2 separate regions of the Ovis aries genome follow, and region 1 is linked to region 2. A link is a contact called in public Hi-C data. All regions are on one chromosome and are shown on one strand. Each heading gives the region's core, a stretch centred on a gene start, on an enhancer-like site or on the middle of the called end of the contact. The rest is flanking DNA. Distances are from core to core; before and after follow the strand shown.

Evidence for each region. A called contact is a pair of places that touch in the nucleus more often than the background predicts.
Region 1: a Hi-C map of hypothalamus shows a contact between it and region 2, with 4 times the contacts expected there. The contact joins two enhancer-like sites. A contact is called at or near these places in 3 of 16 Hi-C or Micro-C datasets (hypothalamus, mixed tissues and skin fibroblasts).

Annotation. Positions count from the first base shown.
Region 1 is chr7:78,694,477-78,701,828 of ARS-UI_Ramb_v3.0, forward strand. It overlaps ZFP36L1 (ZFP36 ring finger protein like 1), which reads right to left. Exons shown (of 2, transcript XM_015097137.4): 2 at 3,221-6,045. The coding sequence ends at 5,086. Among named protein-coding and RNA genes, the nearest start is that of ZFP36L1, 5.0 kb to the right of the region's middle. Within about 2 kb of position 4,640, at least 23 of the 54 cell types and tissues checked have an H3K27ac peak or open chromatin away from gene starts, as enhancers often do. A contact at or near this core is called in hypothalamus, where this site is marked.
Region 2 is chr7:78,527,094-78,534,715 of ARS-UI_Ramb_v3.0, forward strand. No RefSeq gene overlaps it. Among named protein-coding and RNA genes, the nearest start is that of ZFP36L1, 170 kb to the right of the region's middle. Within about 2 kb of position 1,573, at least 26 of the 54 cell types and tissues checked have an H3K27ac peak or open chromatin away from gene starts, as enhancers often do. A contact at or near this core is called in hypothalamus, where this site is marked.

The sequences.
Region 1 (7,352 bases), core at 3,390-5,889, 170 kb after region 2:
AACGCAGGCATGGAGCTGGCCTACTTGTGTTCAAATCCTGACACTTCTAACCATGTGACAAATGAGGGAACTTCTCTGCACCCCAGATTCTCCATCTGTAAAGTCATGGTAGTATTGAAATTCCTCTAAGCAGTCACTATGAGCATTTAATGAGTTAACACACAAAGTTCTCAGACTACCTGGCACTGATGGAGAGCGATCATTGGTATGGTTCGCTTAATCCTCACAGTCACTTCTTAAGACACAGATGGAAAATTCAAGGTTGAGTCATTCACCCAAGGAACAAGCTGGCATAAGTAGAGCTGGGATTTGAACCCAAGTTGAAGGGCTCCAACCTCCATGCCATAAAAACATCTTCCTGCTTTGACCATGTCTGCCCATAACCAGTGGTTTGTTATGATCCACTTGAATGCAAAACCCGTCTCACATTTGCCTCCCTATTCGTCCCAAAGGTCCTCCTTTCACCAGGGTAACACTGAGGTGGAGCAGGCTCCCAAACTCCTCCCCCAAAGTGAGGCTTCGAGGCCTAAAAAGGTGAATCATTGCTCAGTGGCCAAAAGAGCTCGTGTCTTTGAGCTGCTCCAAAGGAAGAAATTTAACCAAAAGCCAGACCATAAGTTGCAGACCTGATGCTGGGAAAGATTGAGGGCAGGAGGAAAAGGGGGCAACAAAGAATGAGATGGTTGGATGGCATCACTGACTTAATGGACATGAGTTTGAGCAAGCTCAAGGACGTAGTGAAGGACAGGGAAGCCTGGCGTGCTGCAGTTCATGGGGCTGCAAAGAGCTAGACACAACTGAGCGACTAAACAACAACAAAATGAGTTGCAGGGCCAACAGCCATGGAGGCCCTGCCCAGCCAGGACAGACCTTGCAGAGACCCCCAAAACAGATGCCCCAAGTTCCAGGGCAGGAGGTGAGGAAGTAGGCCTCTTGCCCCAGGAAGCTGGCTGACAAAGGCAGGCCTGGCCTTTCCTGCCCCACCTCCCTCTCTGGAGGCCTTACTTCCCGCTCTCTCTGCATGGCTCTTATCTTTTCTGGCCATAGAGGGGCTCAGGGAGGTTCCCTGCCAGCTCTGGGCTCACACCTCCTTGGACTCCCTGCCAGCCCAGAGCACAGGACTAGGGCTGCTATCGAGGCCTTTCATCACCTACTATCCCGGAAAAAGAATAGGCCTAGAAAGCTTCTGCTATTTCATTTCCCAAGTAGCTTTGGACTTCGGGATCTCGTCTACCTTTAAGTCTATATGGTAGAAAATCAGGTTCTTGTGGTGATTACGCTTGGGCCTGAGTGGGCCTTAGTCCAGCCTGTGTGAGTTTCCCATGGAGACACTGAAGTAAAGAGTCAAGTCTTGGGGACAGAAAGCTTCCCCAGGCCATAGGGAACCTCCCCTCACCTTTACAGCCAGTGCCTACACTCCAGGATCTCTGGGAATCAATGCTTCCACCCAGGGTACTGACTCCGGTGGAGGAAATTCTGGGCTAGCCAGTGGGTGTGCTCAGCCCCCAGCCAGTGCTCCATGAACTGGGGAATTACAAAGTATCTGCCATATGCTCAACTATGCCTATAGTAAACCAGATCAAGGTGCACAATTATATGTTTTTGCTTTTAGTCGAAGAGGAAACTCACATGCTGCCACACCACCATCACCACCCACCACACACACATACATGTGTTCATTCCCTCTGCAAGGGACAGGAGGCCTGGGTTTACTCCAGACCCTGGGAGGGCTGATTTTCCTCCTTCTTCCACCAGCAGCCCTTGCCCTGGGAGAGGTAATAGTCCCTTTTTTCTACATCCTGGCCCTGTCCCCCAGCAAGCACTTACTGCCAGGAAACAAAATCACAGGAAGCCTAAGGTAGGTCTGCCCCACCTCAAAGACAGCCCTGGGCCAGCTGATGTGTGCTGCAGACCTGTCGTCCTTGGGAGAGGCCCAGTGGAGTCCCAATGGAAATTCAGCTTACTCTCTAAAACTGAATGCTGGGAAAGATTGAGGGCAGGAGAAGGGGGCAACAGAGGTTAAGATGATAGGATGGCATCTTTGACTCAACAGACATGAATTTGAGCAAGCTCCAGAAGATGGTCAAGGACAAGGAAGCCCAACATGCTGCAGTCCATGGGGTCGCAGTCAGACACGACTAAATGACTGGGCAATCACAACAGCAACCCAAAAACTTACAGAGTGCAAGGAACTGAAGGCAGCTAAGCCTCAGATATCCCTGCCTCCTCAGATAGAAATCCTCCCAAGAACCAGACTGAGATTTCAGGATGCAGCCTCTCTCTGGCAGGCAAAACATCCCCTCTAAGTGGCCATCTAACAATGGCTGAGGTTCCTCTAGCCAAGGAGACCTCATCCTTTCCAAGATGACCACCTGCCTATCCTGCGTGGCATCAGGGATGCAACAAAGATGAAGGTGGTGGGAACTGATGACTTCCCATTACACAGGCCATTTTCATGCCTCTTCCCTTTAACAGCCTTCCAAATATAGAAGCACATGTTGAGTCCAAATGAAACCACCTTTGCCCCTAGTGCCCTGTGACTGAGCCCCTCACCACCCTGAAAACCCATGAGTCTACAGTGGTTCATCATACCCACCCCAGACAGGTGTTAAGAGGCTAGGGCTTCAGGTCCATCTCCTGCAGAGAAAAACAAGCCTAGAGGGAATTCCTGGCTGTCCAGTGATTAGGACTCCACACTCCCAATGCAAGGGTGTGGGTTTGACCCCTAGTCTAGGAACTAAGATTGCATGTGCCAGGTGGCACAGCCAAAAATAAAAAAAAAAGGCTGGAAGCGCCCAAATAAAAGAACAAATCCAGGTTTGCTGGAGTGCCATGTGCTACATCCCCCTCTTATCATTTCAGCACCCCAAACATTAGGACCACAGACTAAGCAGGGAATACTGGAAGCCCCCATGCCTCAGGTCTCCAGAAGAACCTTCGAGGCTACAGCGTGGATAAGGCTGGCCCCTAGTCAACAACCAACAACTGGGCAGGTTAATACAAATACAGGCTGCTTTGCAATCAACTCCCACACCATCCCCTCTAAGCTCAACAGACTTCCAACCTCAACAAAAGGAGCCAGCCACTGGTTTAGCTGTTAAAGACTAGAAGAAATCAACCAGGGCCCTTCTCCCCTCCTCCCCTTCCTAGCACCTACCTCATCTACAAGCCTACAGGCACAGTAAAACCAAAGCAAGCAAAACCAGCTTCACCATCGATGTTTCTTGAAAAAAATGGGTTTATTGATTTTTAAACTGCAAATAGTCGTTACAAAAAGTTTTTTTTTTTTAAATAAATTCACACAAAGAAAGAGAAATAGAAAGCGACGGTAGTGACCAGCAAGAGGAATAATAATTACATTCATCTTAATGTGTGGTGTGCCAGTTCTGTTTGTATTAACATTGGAAAACTCCAAAACCTGGAATCCAGAACCTCAAATCTGCAATCGGAATGTCTTGAGATGGGCACGTGGAAGTCAAAGGGTTTCTTTTTTTTTTTTCCCTTTTAGAAGCTATACATAAAAAGTTGTTTTCCTTCTGTACTGTCACAGAACTTTTACATACATTCTCAGTCCTAGTTGTGAAAGGCCAAAAGAGAAAGAAACTCAATTTGCAGTCCAACACAAAGGGGGGAAATTTCTAAAATAAATAATCCAACAGTTTTTTGCATTTTTTTAAATTAATTTTTCATTTTTTTAAAATAAAATAACCAAAAAAAGTGTAAAGTTACAAAAAATGTCGTTGAAGAATAATATATTAAAACTGTGGAAAAAAAGGAAAAAGACACGTCACAAAATTTTAAGATTAATATGAAGATCATAATTTAACATAAAAGAATATATTCTATGGATTTGTCATCCCGATAAATATGAACAAAATTAACAAAAAAAAAGCATAGTTTGGCAATAAATACGTTTTGATAAGTTAAATAAGCTTTTTTATATTGATGTGCAGTGACAAGCAAAATTTTTGCTCTCCAATTTCTGAAAGTTATATGAAGTTTAAAACCCAGGGAAAAAAGCATGGCGTGAGTGCTCTAAGGATAGACCTACGGTATTCTAGAGCAAAAACCATTAAAGCTACTTCTACAGGAAATCGTTTTACACAGATATTGTATGTGGAATGAATACCATTAACTGCTCACCCCTTACATGTTTTTTTTTTAAGCTTTTCTCTCTTTTTGTTGTTATTTTTTAAGATGTCACATATGAACTGGGGAACTTTAGCACCAAAATCAAGTCTCTCATAGTCCATCTAGCTTCCCCTTCCTCCCCACTTAAAAAAGAAAAAAATTAAATCACAAAGTCCCACTTATGTCACAATCTTCATCCGCTTTTGCAGTCTTCCTTCCTGCAGACCTACACGAACCCAGGCAAGATTAGTCAACAGAGGTTCAGGTCGGGAAGAAAAAAGGTTTTGAATGTCAAGACAGGTTTCCCCAAAAACCCAAGTCTGGCAACAACTCTCCCGAGGGGGGTGTGGGGGCTACCAGGGAGAGGGAGGGAAGAAGTGTGTGGGAGATTGAAATTAAGGAAAGGTGCAATTGTGTTGCCAGTGGAGGGAGCTGCTGGTTCTACATGCCCCCCCCCACCTCCCCCTCCCCCTGGGCAGAGGCTCTGGGGAGGCCCACGGGTGCCCTCTGGCGCTGAAGAGGTAATGTAGTCACAGTGACAAAGTTAGATTACAAGGCACTAAGTTGCTTCTGTAAACTGTTACTGCTTTTTCTTTTGTGATTTGGCACTTAAGGCTTAAGCCAGGGCGGGGGTAAAAAAAAAAAAAAAGGCATCTACTGACAAATATGGGACTTGTCTGTTATGCATGGTTAAGTGGGCTATAAAAATCGAGGGGGTTCAAGCCAGAGGAAGCTACTGACAAACTGACTTGTCCTTATGTTGGGGGGTGGGGTGTAAAGAGGGGAGAGGGAGGGGGCATTCCAAGGTTCTGGGGGAAAGGGGTTGAGCTTAACCTTGTTAATGTAGGGGTTTGTCAGGAATCAGAAGGGGAGGGAGGTAAGGGTAGGGGATGTCGGGAGGGGATGAGGGGGTGGGGGAGGGGAGTAGGCAGGGGCGTCCCTCCCTACCCTGGTTTAGTCATCTGAGATGGAAAGTCTGCTGAAAATGGGCAGGCGTCTTGAGTTGTCCAAAGTAGGGGAGTCTGAGCCACTATGGCTGCTGCTGGAGCTGCTCAGGTAGCCCTCCTGGTCCGAGAGAGAATCCTGAGGGCTGGGGGGAGAGTCAAACATGTGAGGGGACTCAGACATGGGCCGGAAGAGGAAGGTGGTCGGGGAGCCACCCCCGGGCAGCCCCATGCTAGGGGCAAAGAGGCTCGCCAGCTCCTGGCTGGAGAAGGCGAAGGGGTTATTGGTGCCATCGGGGAGGGTGGGTGAGCCCAGGAGGTCATCGGCGCTCAGGATGGGGGGTGGGGTGATGGATGTGGGGCTGTCCAGCAGCCCCGTGGCAGCGGCGGTGGCGGCGGCACTGGGAAACCCAGCAAAGCTAAAGCTATGCTGGAGGCGGGGACGGTCAGCAGAGAGGTCCCGGGCCCCGGCCAGGGCACGGCGCTCCTCGGCGTTGTGGATGAAGTGGCAGCGGGGCCCGTATGGGCAGAAGCCGATGGTGTGGAAGGTGCGGCATAGCTCCGTCTTGTACTTGGGGTGGCGGGTCAGGCTTCGGAGCTCGTGGATGCCGTGGGCGAACTGGCACTTGTCGCCGTACTTACAGGCTCCGTTCTCCTCGAAGGGGCGGCACAGCTCCGTCTTGTAGCGGCTGGAGTTGACCTGGCCGCTTCCCGGCTGCTTCTGGGGGGGCAGCAGCCGCTCGCCCCCTTCTGAGAAAGAGCGGTCTCGGAAGCGGCTGTCCCGAGAGCTCAGAGCTGGGGCTGGCTCACCCTTGAGGCTGCTGAGAAGCTGGTTCTGGTGGAATTTGGAGCTGGGCAGAGTGACCGAGTGCCTCCGGGGAAAACCCCCGCCGGCAGGGGTGCCCACCGCCTTCCTGTCCAGCAGGCAACCCCCGGCACTGGGAGTACTGTAGTTGAGCATCTTGTTACCCTGGAGGGGAAAGAGAGGAGAGAGACTGTGGTTAGTGGCAAAGGCCATCCACCAGGCCCAAGAAGAGTACCCCCTAAGGGCAGCCCCCTCCTCGATCAGAAATGCTCCCTCTCAAAGGAACTCACCATCCTCACCTCTCCGCCGGCAAGCCCCCTCCTCCTCTTTCTCCCATTCCCCAGAGGGTTTACTTTGGTCCCAGGCAGAAGAAACTACAAAAATCCTGGCCTATGTGAGACATTGTTTCACACATGCACCTACTCCATGCCAGTCCCTGGATCCCTGGAATGCACTGTCATATCCTGTCCCCAAAGCTACCACTTTCATCCAGAAAATCCAACTTCACCTTCCTCAGTTGAAAATATCTCACACAATTCACAAACTCTCATTTCCCACCCTCCTAACAAAAAAAGGTAAACCGCAGGAGACTATGGGCTAGGTCTCCTTTCAATCAGTCCCTGCTTAACTGACTACCTCCGCCCCCCACACACAAACACACAGCCTGGCCGAAGACTCTCAACTTCCTCCTTCAGAAGCATCTATTGCTTTGGCAACAGGTTTCCAGACTGCCTTCACTTTACCTTGCTGCTGAGAGGGGAGAGGGAGGGGCTAGAGGAGAAATCCCTGATGGGGGTGGGGGGGGGGGCGGCTACGGGGAGAGGGATGTGATCCCTGAATACAAAACTCCCATGATCCCAGAAGGGGAGCCTTCTACAATGATCTCTCCCACCATTCACTGCGCACCCCACCCCCTCCGCTGAGAGGATGCCTTTGCAGTTAGTCTCCTGGCTGCAAGAGCAGGCTTGGATAAGAGCGCCAGTGTTTAATCTTTAACGCAAAGCTGCAGGTGGGAAGGAAAAGGAAAGCACCAAATCCCCCCAGCCTCCTCCCAGTCAATAATGGACGTGGGGGAGGTGGGGCGGGGGGCAGAGGCACCACAGGCAGGTCTCTGTTCCAATGGGACTCAATTCACCTGCCCAACCTGTACTCAAGATTTGGAAAGGGTGTGAGCAGGGGACCTGGGAGTTGGCTTCCAGGCCCATGTGGGTGTCATTGTGCAAATTCTAAAGTTGGCCCCTTAGGATCAGCTGCGGGGGATCGGGAATCTGTAACAGCAACCACCCCCTGGAGCGGATTACAGGAACCAAGTGGAGAGCCAGTTCCCAACAATGAGGTTCATTTAAAAAGTCCTGAGGGGGGAGGGAGCAAGAGAAAGAGAAATAGATCAAAGAGCTAGAGAGCCGCGAAAAGAAGGAAGAAGTGCCGGCTAGCTCAGGCAGCCGCCAGGGCAACTGAAGTTTGGAAAAGCA
Region 2 (7,622 bases), core at 323-2,822:
ACTGAGCTACAAAGGAAAGAGAAAAAGCCATAAATTCCTCAGATGCATGTTCACAGGCAGAGCAGAGAGCTAAAGCAGAGTCCCGGCACAGAAGTTATGAGATACCACACTGATGCCTTCCATTCCCCCTGACTTACTCTGATGGAGCCTCCATCTAACCTGCGTTATTCTGAAGGCTCTGGGATCACCTGGTGCCTTTCCCATTCATCTGGATAATTCAAGCATAATAACTCACAGTTCTAAGTCTGCAGTTAGCTTCTCCCAGCCTCTGCCTGACACTCCCCCATTACGGGGGTGGGGGGAAGGGAGGAAATCATTGCCAGTATACAGCAGGATGGGGTATTTTGTGCACCCAATCCCCACTAAGTCATTCCTAGTCTATCTTAGCTGGGAGACTTCTTCAATAATCTTCCTCTCAAGCAACAAAATATTTAATAATTAATATCTTTCTTCCTCTTCTATCTCAGAAACTCCAGCGCATTGATTGCATGAATTATATTTCTTGGTTCGTGACCCAATCTTATCTTTGTACCATGCACACTCCACTTCTACTTAGTTATTTTAAAAATATATTTATATATATAAACATCGGCCAGCCCACAACCCGAAACAAAAGCCAGGGCCTTGACAATAACCAACATATCTTTCAAATCCCAAGTGGCAGTAAACAGGAAAATAAAACAGCCAGTCACCCAGCATACACAAAACAGAAGAACTAGGCCTTTAAAAAGGTTTCGCTAGCGCCTGAAGAAGGCGTCTTTTCGAAATGCCTCGATTTTTACATGGCCCAAGCGTCCCATTAAATCCCGGTCATTTAAAATCTGGGTTCCCAACTGGTATATCATTTTATTTTAATGATCTGTGCTTCCTATAGAAACACGGAAAACGACTATTTCTTTTTTCAATTAAACGTGTAACGGCCAGCAGATGAAAGCCAGCTTCTCTCTCCGCCGACCCCGGGGAGCGGCCCGGGAAGGGGTTAATGAAGGCTCCGCGGACCGGGATGGAAAACTCTGGGTAACCCGAGCGCGGCCGGTCCGCTGGGCGCATGCGCTGGGGCAGCACTTTGCGCGCCCGCCTGCAGCTCCCCGCTCCAGGCTGCTTGGTACACAAAGACCTGCTTTGTTCCCTCGGCTCTGTTTTAAATATCTGACGGTTATTCCCCCCATCCCTGCGCCAAATCCCCGGCCTGGCTGCAGGCGCGGCACAAGGGCGCATTGTGGGGCCGAGCGAGGGGAGAAGGGGGCTGGGGGCGGCCGCCCCGATGGGGACGCTCGTGTTTCGCCAAGTTGACTCAGCCTTTTGGGTCACCTGGGTTGTGTCGTGGGGGGTGGGTGAAGAGGAAGAGGCGAGGGGCGGGGGTGGTGGTGGGGTGGTAGTGTCTCATCGTCTTTTTTTTTCAAGTCCCAGACGTAAAGATCGGAACCTGGGGACCCTGGGAATGAGCAGAATCCAAAGTTTCCAACGCAGGCCCCGGGAGGAGGTGCTGAGGTTTCAGCCGAACCACTGGGGTGGCTGGCCGGCCCTGCCCCAGCCCCGGGGCTGCCAGGAAGGCCACGAATCCGCGAAGCCAGACGCTGGGTTTCTTATCTCTCCATCGCTGTATATTTAGAAAGTGCCGATCACTCAGACACTTTGAAAAGCGTGGCATTCCAGCGCAAACCAACCCGAACGAGGGGAGGGGGAGGGAGGTGGGGGGCGGTGATGCCTTCTTCCTCCAAGCTGGGGGCCCAGAGGCGCTCCAGAATAGGCACTACCCTGGTCTTTCTGCACCCCAGCTTTCAGGCCCTCGAGGTGCCCCGCTCAGTTTTAGGAATAGACCCCTCGGGGAAATCGTACCCGCCCCGGCGAGGCTTCTCCCTCCCACGGGCAGGTAGTGAAGACTGGGATGGGGTTCAAACAAAAGTAGGCTTTCAGCTCGCTGGCTAGCTGGCCCTGCCCCACCCCCGCCCCTCCCTTGTCTTGCTGGCGCTCCCTGCAGACTCCCAGGTAGTTTTTCTTCCCAGCTCAGGTATTTGTTTACCTGCTGAGAAGGAGGAGTTCTTGTGTTCTGGGAGGTTTGCAAAACGCCAGTCAAAAACCCACTTCTCTTTCCCATTTTCTTCTTTTAATGACAGGGAAAACATTGCCTTTCAGACCAAGTCTTGGAAACTTAAAGCAAAACACAAAATGTGGGCCTTAGCAATTCTGAAAAGTGAGCTTGGTCTTAAGTTTGTGACCAAAGCCCCCAAGACCCCTCAGAGTCTGGGAAGGAAATTGTGACCCTTCCACAGGGCAGGTGAAGGAGGAGGAACTGGCTCAGAGGATTTGATTCAGAAGCAAAGGGTGCTGTGATCTCGATGTGGCTGTTCTAGGCCTGACTGGGAGCCCCCAAAACCCCTTTCATGGTTTGTTACGAATTTCAGGGTGGGTCTCACAATGCCTTGGTCACATTCCTCAGATGTGAAGACCAGAAATATTTCCTGAGATTTATTTTTTTAGAATCATGCTTTATAATTTTCACATTTCACATGTTATCTCAGTTCACCAATACTCTTGAGTGTTAGAGCTCATGCAAACCAACCCTCTAACTTTGCGATTGAGAGAAGTCGTCCAGAGCCATTCAGAAAGACAAGGCAGAGGCCTGGAGGTCAAGTCTCCTACAGGCACCGCTGGTTTCTTTCCCCTCTGAGGTGCCAGATAGTCGTGGGCTAAAAGACCAGGGTTTCACCTACCACTTCCTCCAAAAGTCCTTTCCAAATGAAGTATTCTAATTCAAGGATAAGAAGCTTTGAGAAAAGATTCTTGAGTGTCAGGCAGCTCTGATGAGTGTCTAGGACTCACTCTTCAGTGTATCCCCTAGAACTGCTGCTGAGTTTGCAAGGACCACACTAGGTTCAAGCCTAGAGATGTAAGTCACACTATGCTGCCAGGGTTGCTAAGTGGCAGAGAAACCCTGGGTGTCTGTTTCCAGGCACTCTTCGGTCTGCTGAGGAATGTCTTCAAGCAACATGGAGTGTCCTTCCATCACTCTGTTTGCCAGTAAGCCCCATATCTCTGGAGGTGATAGCAGGCCCCTGCCACCAGCAGTCCAGCCTGCCATGAGTTGTATGGAAAAGTGATACCTAGAACTTGACTCCTGGTGATGAGTGTATAGAATCACTCCAGCTGTAAAATAGGATAGGGGTCCCTACAGTCCCCTTCCGCTCATGTACCTGCAGCCTCAGAGATGTCAGAATGTTTGCTGGAGCATATCTGTGATGTCATACAAACCGCTTGGAGAAAAACCATCACCAACCTCACTGCATGGCAGTGCCTGCCCTTTGGGGCAGAAGGTGGCAGGATTTATATCCCCACTGAGCTTCAGAGGGTGGGGTCATTCCTGATGACCCTTAGTTTGTATTTCTGACTTTGGTACCGCCCTCTTTTTCTGTACATTCAACACTGGCCCATACCACCTCTAGCCCTCACCTCACCCCCTCCTCCTTGAGCCAAATGTTGGTTTCAAGCTTTCCCAGGTTGGCGGATGAACTAACATTTCAAGCCATCCCATGGAAACACAGCCTGGCAGCCAACAGTTCAATTTCAGCAGTGTCACCTTTTGACCATTCAGCAATGTTTGTGCACATATTTAAATATTTTATTGCATTTCAACCTTATTATTTTATAATAATGAGTGGAAAATGGAAAAATGAAGTGCTGATGCTAGTGATAAGAAGTGCAGGTCTCATAAACCTAATATAATTGAGACAAAGATGGAAATCATTAGGCATGCCGAACATGAGGAATATTTAGCTTCAATCAACTGCACACTGGATGTGAGCCAGTCAACTGTGTGTTCAATCGTGAAGGAAAAGAATAAAAGATTATATATGAAATTCTGAACATACAAGGTCAAAGATTCTATCTAAAGGTGGTGTGTTTGAGGATTTACCATATTTCTTCAATTCTAAACCTACACTGATTTCATAACAGATTTTCTGAGCTGGGGTGAGGGAGATGCCGTGAGACTGGAAATCCAGAAAATAGAGTGATAATATTTTCTAACTTCCTGGGAACAGAACCTTCCTTTAGAATGTGCAGGCCAGCTACTTGCCTCTTGCATGTGAGACCAGTGGATCCTCAGAAAAGCGTTAGGTATGAAAGGAGATGGTGACCTATGGAGACGAGCACCATGGGGGTCACCCCAGCACCAAAGTCAGGAACAGGCCTTGAGTGGATGTGCCAGAGGGGACTCAGCAGAAGCCCTTATGCCAGGAGGCTTTCTCAGCCCACTTGTGCCTGGCTGTCAGAAAATCAGGAGGGTCCAAGGCAAAGACTGCGGGGCGGGCCTCTTCTTTGGGCACAGGCTCCCATCACAGTCCTGTCCCAGCTGTCTCTGGGGTGAGGGCGGGGGCACGTTCCCCTCTCCACGGTTGCACAGACGTGCCCTCTGCCTGGATTAGCTGTCCTTCCTCTTGGGCTGCCTGGCTGACTCCCGGCTCTTCCTTGCAGACTCAGCTCACGCTCCTGCCCACTCACTGCGTGCTCGCTGCCCACTCTCTGTCCTTGCTCTTTCCGCACTGTGTCACCATCACTGGCTTGCCTGGGAGACCTCTGAGGGCAAGGAGAGCCCTCAACCTCAGCATCCAGGCTCAGCGGCCCTCAGGAAGTGTCTGCTAAGTGACCAAGGGACTGAAGGACCGGTAGACCCTTGGGAAGACCTCTTTGGCATGAGACTGTTGATGGGTGCTTGCAAGGGCAACCTAGTGCTGTCGTTTCAACTCCCTGAAAGTGAAAGTGTTAGTCGCTCAGTTGTGTCTGACTCTTTGTAACCCCATGGACTCCTCTGTCCCTGGGATTCTCCAGGCAAGAGTACTGGAGTGGGTTGCCATTCTTTTCTCCAGGGGATCTTCCTGACTCAGGGATTGAACTCAGGTCTCTTGCATTGCAGGCAGATTCTTTACTGTCTGAGCCACTAGGAAAGCCCCTTGAACGCCTTAGACTCTTTAAAAAAAAAAAAAAAAAAACCTGTTTTCTCCTCCAGACGCAGACATATTTGTCTGTACATTTCTCCCCCTTTGCCACAAGTTTCCCTCATCATTGGGCCTCCTTGCTCACACTAGCGTCTTCAGTCTTAGCCCAGCACTGCTGCCCCTCACCTCCCCCACCACACCATGGTTCTTTACAAACACTTTTATTTAAGTAAATCCACTGACTTTTCCTCCAACGATAGACCTCTTGCTGAATTCTTACCACTTTCCTCAGGCAAAAACAACCCAGAAATGCTGTCTGATCCAAAGCATTTCCCAGGGAGGGCAGCCAAGTGAGTGCAAGAACCTCTCGGCCGTCTGGGACTGTGATGTGATGTCTGAACAGCCTCTTTAGACACACTCCAGCCTTTTCCAGCGATGCCATGCAGACGAGGTTGCTCCATGTCAGACCCTTGCAGTTGTCGGGGGTCCTGGGGGTAGGTGGGAGAGCACCCAGCCAAAGAACTCAGCTGACTGGGCCTCAGTTAGGGTCACTGGGCCAGTCGTACATGAAAAGGGGGTCAGAACTCTGGTTTGCAGCCCTCCATCCACTGACTCTTTCTTGGCCTAACATACCCTGCCCTGCTGCCCTTGGCTGTCACAGTGGGAAGCAATGCCTGAAAAGCCTGAGTGGGGGCAGCTCAGAGAAGCCCATCACTACTCCACCTCCCACCCCTCCCAGCATGGTGCCCAGGAGCCACCTTGACCAGCTGGGTAAGATGCATTCAGCACCGGTCAGTCCCCCTTACTCTCCCAGTCCTCTGGAGAGCCAGCTCTCTGGGGTGGAGCCCAGAGTCCACTTGATAGAAAGCTGATTCTTTTCCTGTGGGGCAAACAGCTCTGATCAGGACACGTCAGCCAGGGGGCGACTTGGCAGAGCTACAATGCCAAGGCCCGATGCATCCTTTCTCTGTGATTTCCCAAATCCAGGCAAGAAAGCATGCCACCCCACCCCCAGCTCCTGGCTCCCCCCACCGGCATTTGCATCCCCCCCAATGCTATATAAAAGGAGCCAGTCGCCGGCCCCAGCCAGGACAAGGCTGTGATTCAGCCAGGCTCCTGTGACATCCCAGCCGTGAGAGTGCAGCTGGGGCAGTTTATGAACAGCGCGGGTCCCAGGGGGAAGTCGGCCCTGTCCTCTAGCCCACAAACGTCTATTGTTCACTTTCTTGTTTTTCTCCAAATGTTGAGATGTGCTCAGAGCACAGAAAAGCCCCAGACCAAGGCCATCAGCCAGGGCCAGCTTGAGGCTGGAACTCTGGGGGCCTCCTCGCCCCTCCTCTGACAGTTGTTTCCACCCCTCCCTTAGATGTGACCGGGCTGGGGCTGGAGGCTGAGACGGTGGCGTCTTCTCAGCGGAGACTCTTTGGACCACAGAGGGTTTGGGCTGTTCCACTGAGCAAGGTGTGAGGCCACGGCACAGGCTCACTTGGTTGGCAGCTAGGCGCTACTGCCCATGTTACCCGGAGTGGGCCACAACGTTGGCGAGGAAAAGTGTCTTCCAGTTGCTTGTGGCTGACCGCAGCAGTGTGACAAGAACACTCATGTGCTGGGTCCTGCCTGCCTCACACATTTGGGCTCCAAGGGTCAGCCCCAGCTCCAGCTCATACTAGCTGTGCAATCTTGAGCAAGTGGCTTAGCCTCTGTGAACCTCAGTTGCCTCCTTGGCAAAATGACACATCCCTCTTAGAGCTTTTTTTTTGGCTTTAACGTGACAATCCAGGGAGACACCTGACACAGCCCTCTGTAAATACTCATTTTTCTTTGCATAATTCTTCTTCTTGTCTGTGACTACTCTCACACCATCCTGAAACCGCCCCCTCTCTGCTTTGAGGGCCCGCTTTTGTACCTAAACTGAATGCCTTTGACAGTCTCCAGTTGGGGGTCAGAGAACAGCTGTGCAGGCCGGCAGTGCCAGAGGAATGAAGGATGAGGTGACTTGTGACGTAGGGGAGGAGAGAACGTGCTCAAAAGCCCGTAGCCTCCGCCTCCCCCGCCCCGCAGCCCCAGATCCCTTTCTCATATTACCTGCCCTCCCCCATCACCGATGGTTCTCAGCCCTGCCATGCCACGTGGCCAGTTCCAGCAAGCCCACCAAAACCCCATCCCTGCCAGGAAAGCCCCCCTTGTGCCACCTGGGCAGCTAACAATAGCCAGTGTGGGGACGGGGAGGTGCACAGAGGTGGAGTCTCTGGAAATTTTGCCTAATCGAGAGGGTGTGAGGATTCAGATCCCCAGTGCCAACCATGCATAAGCCTGGGGTGTCAAGTGTGGTCTAGAGATTGGGGGTTCATTTACAACAGCCCAAAGGACTCGATGGACATGAATTTGAATAAGCTCCGGGAGTTGGTGATGGACAGGGAAGGCTGGCGTGCTGCAGTCCATGGGCTCTCAAAGAGTCGGACACGACTAAGTGACTGAACTGAAGGGCTTTGTTGTGAAGGGGGGGTGGACAAGTGTAGGGGGGAGAGGAGCCCAGGGAAGGCAAGAGAAAGTTCTGAGTGCTAGTCCTCCCTGCCTGGGATCAGTCAGTTCCCATCCCTACTGGGGGCTTTGGGGCTTTTGCCTCCTCAAAGCAGAAAAGAGATGATCCCCTTTTGGATTCATTAATCCTTTTGAGAATAAGGCCCT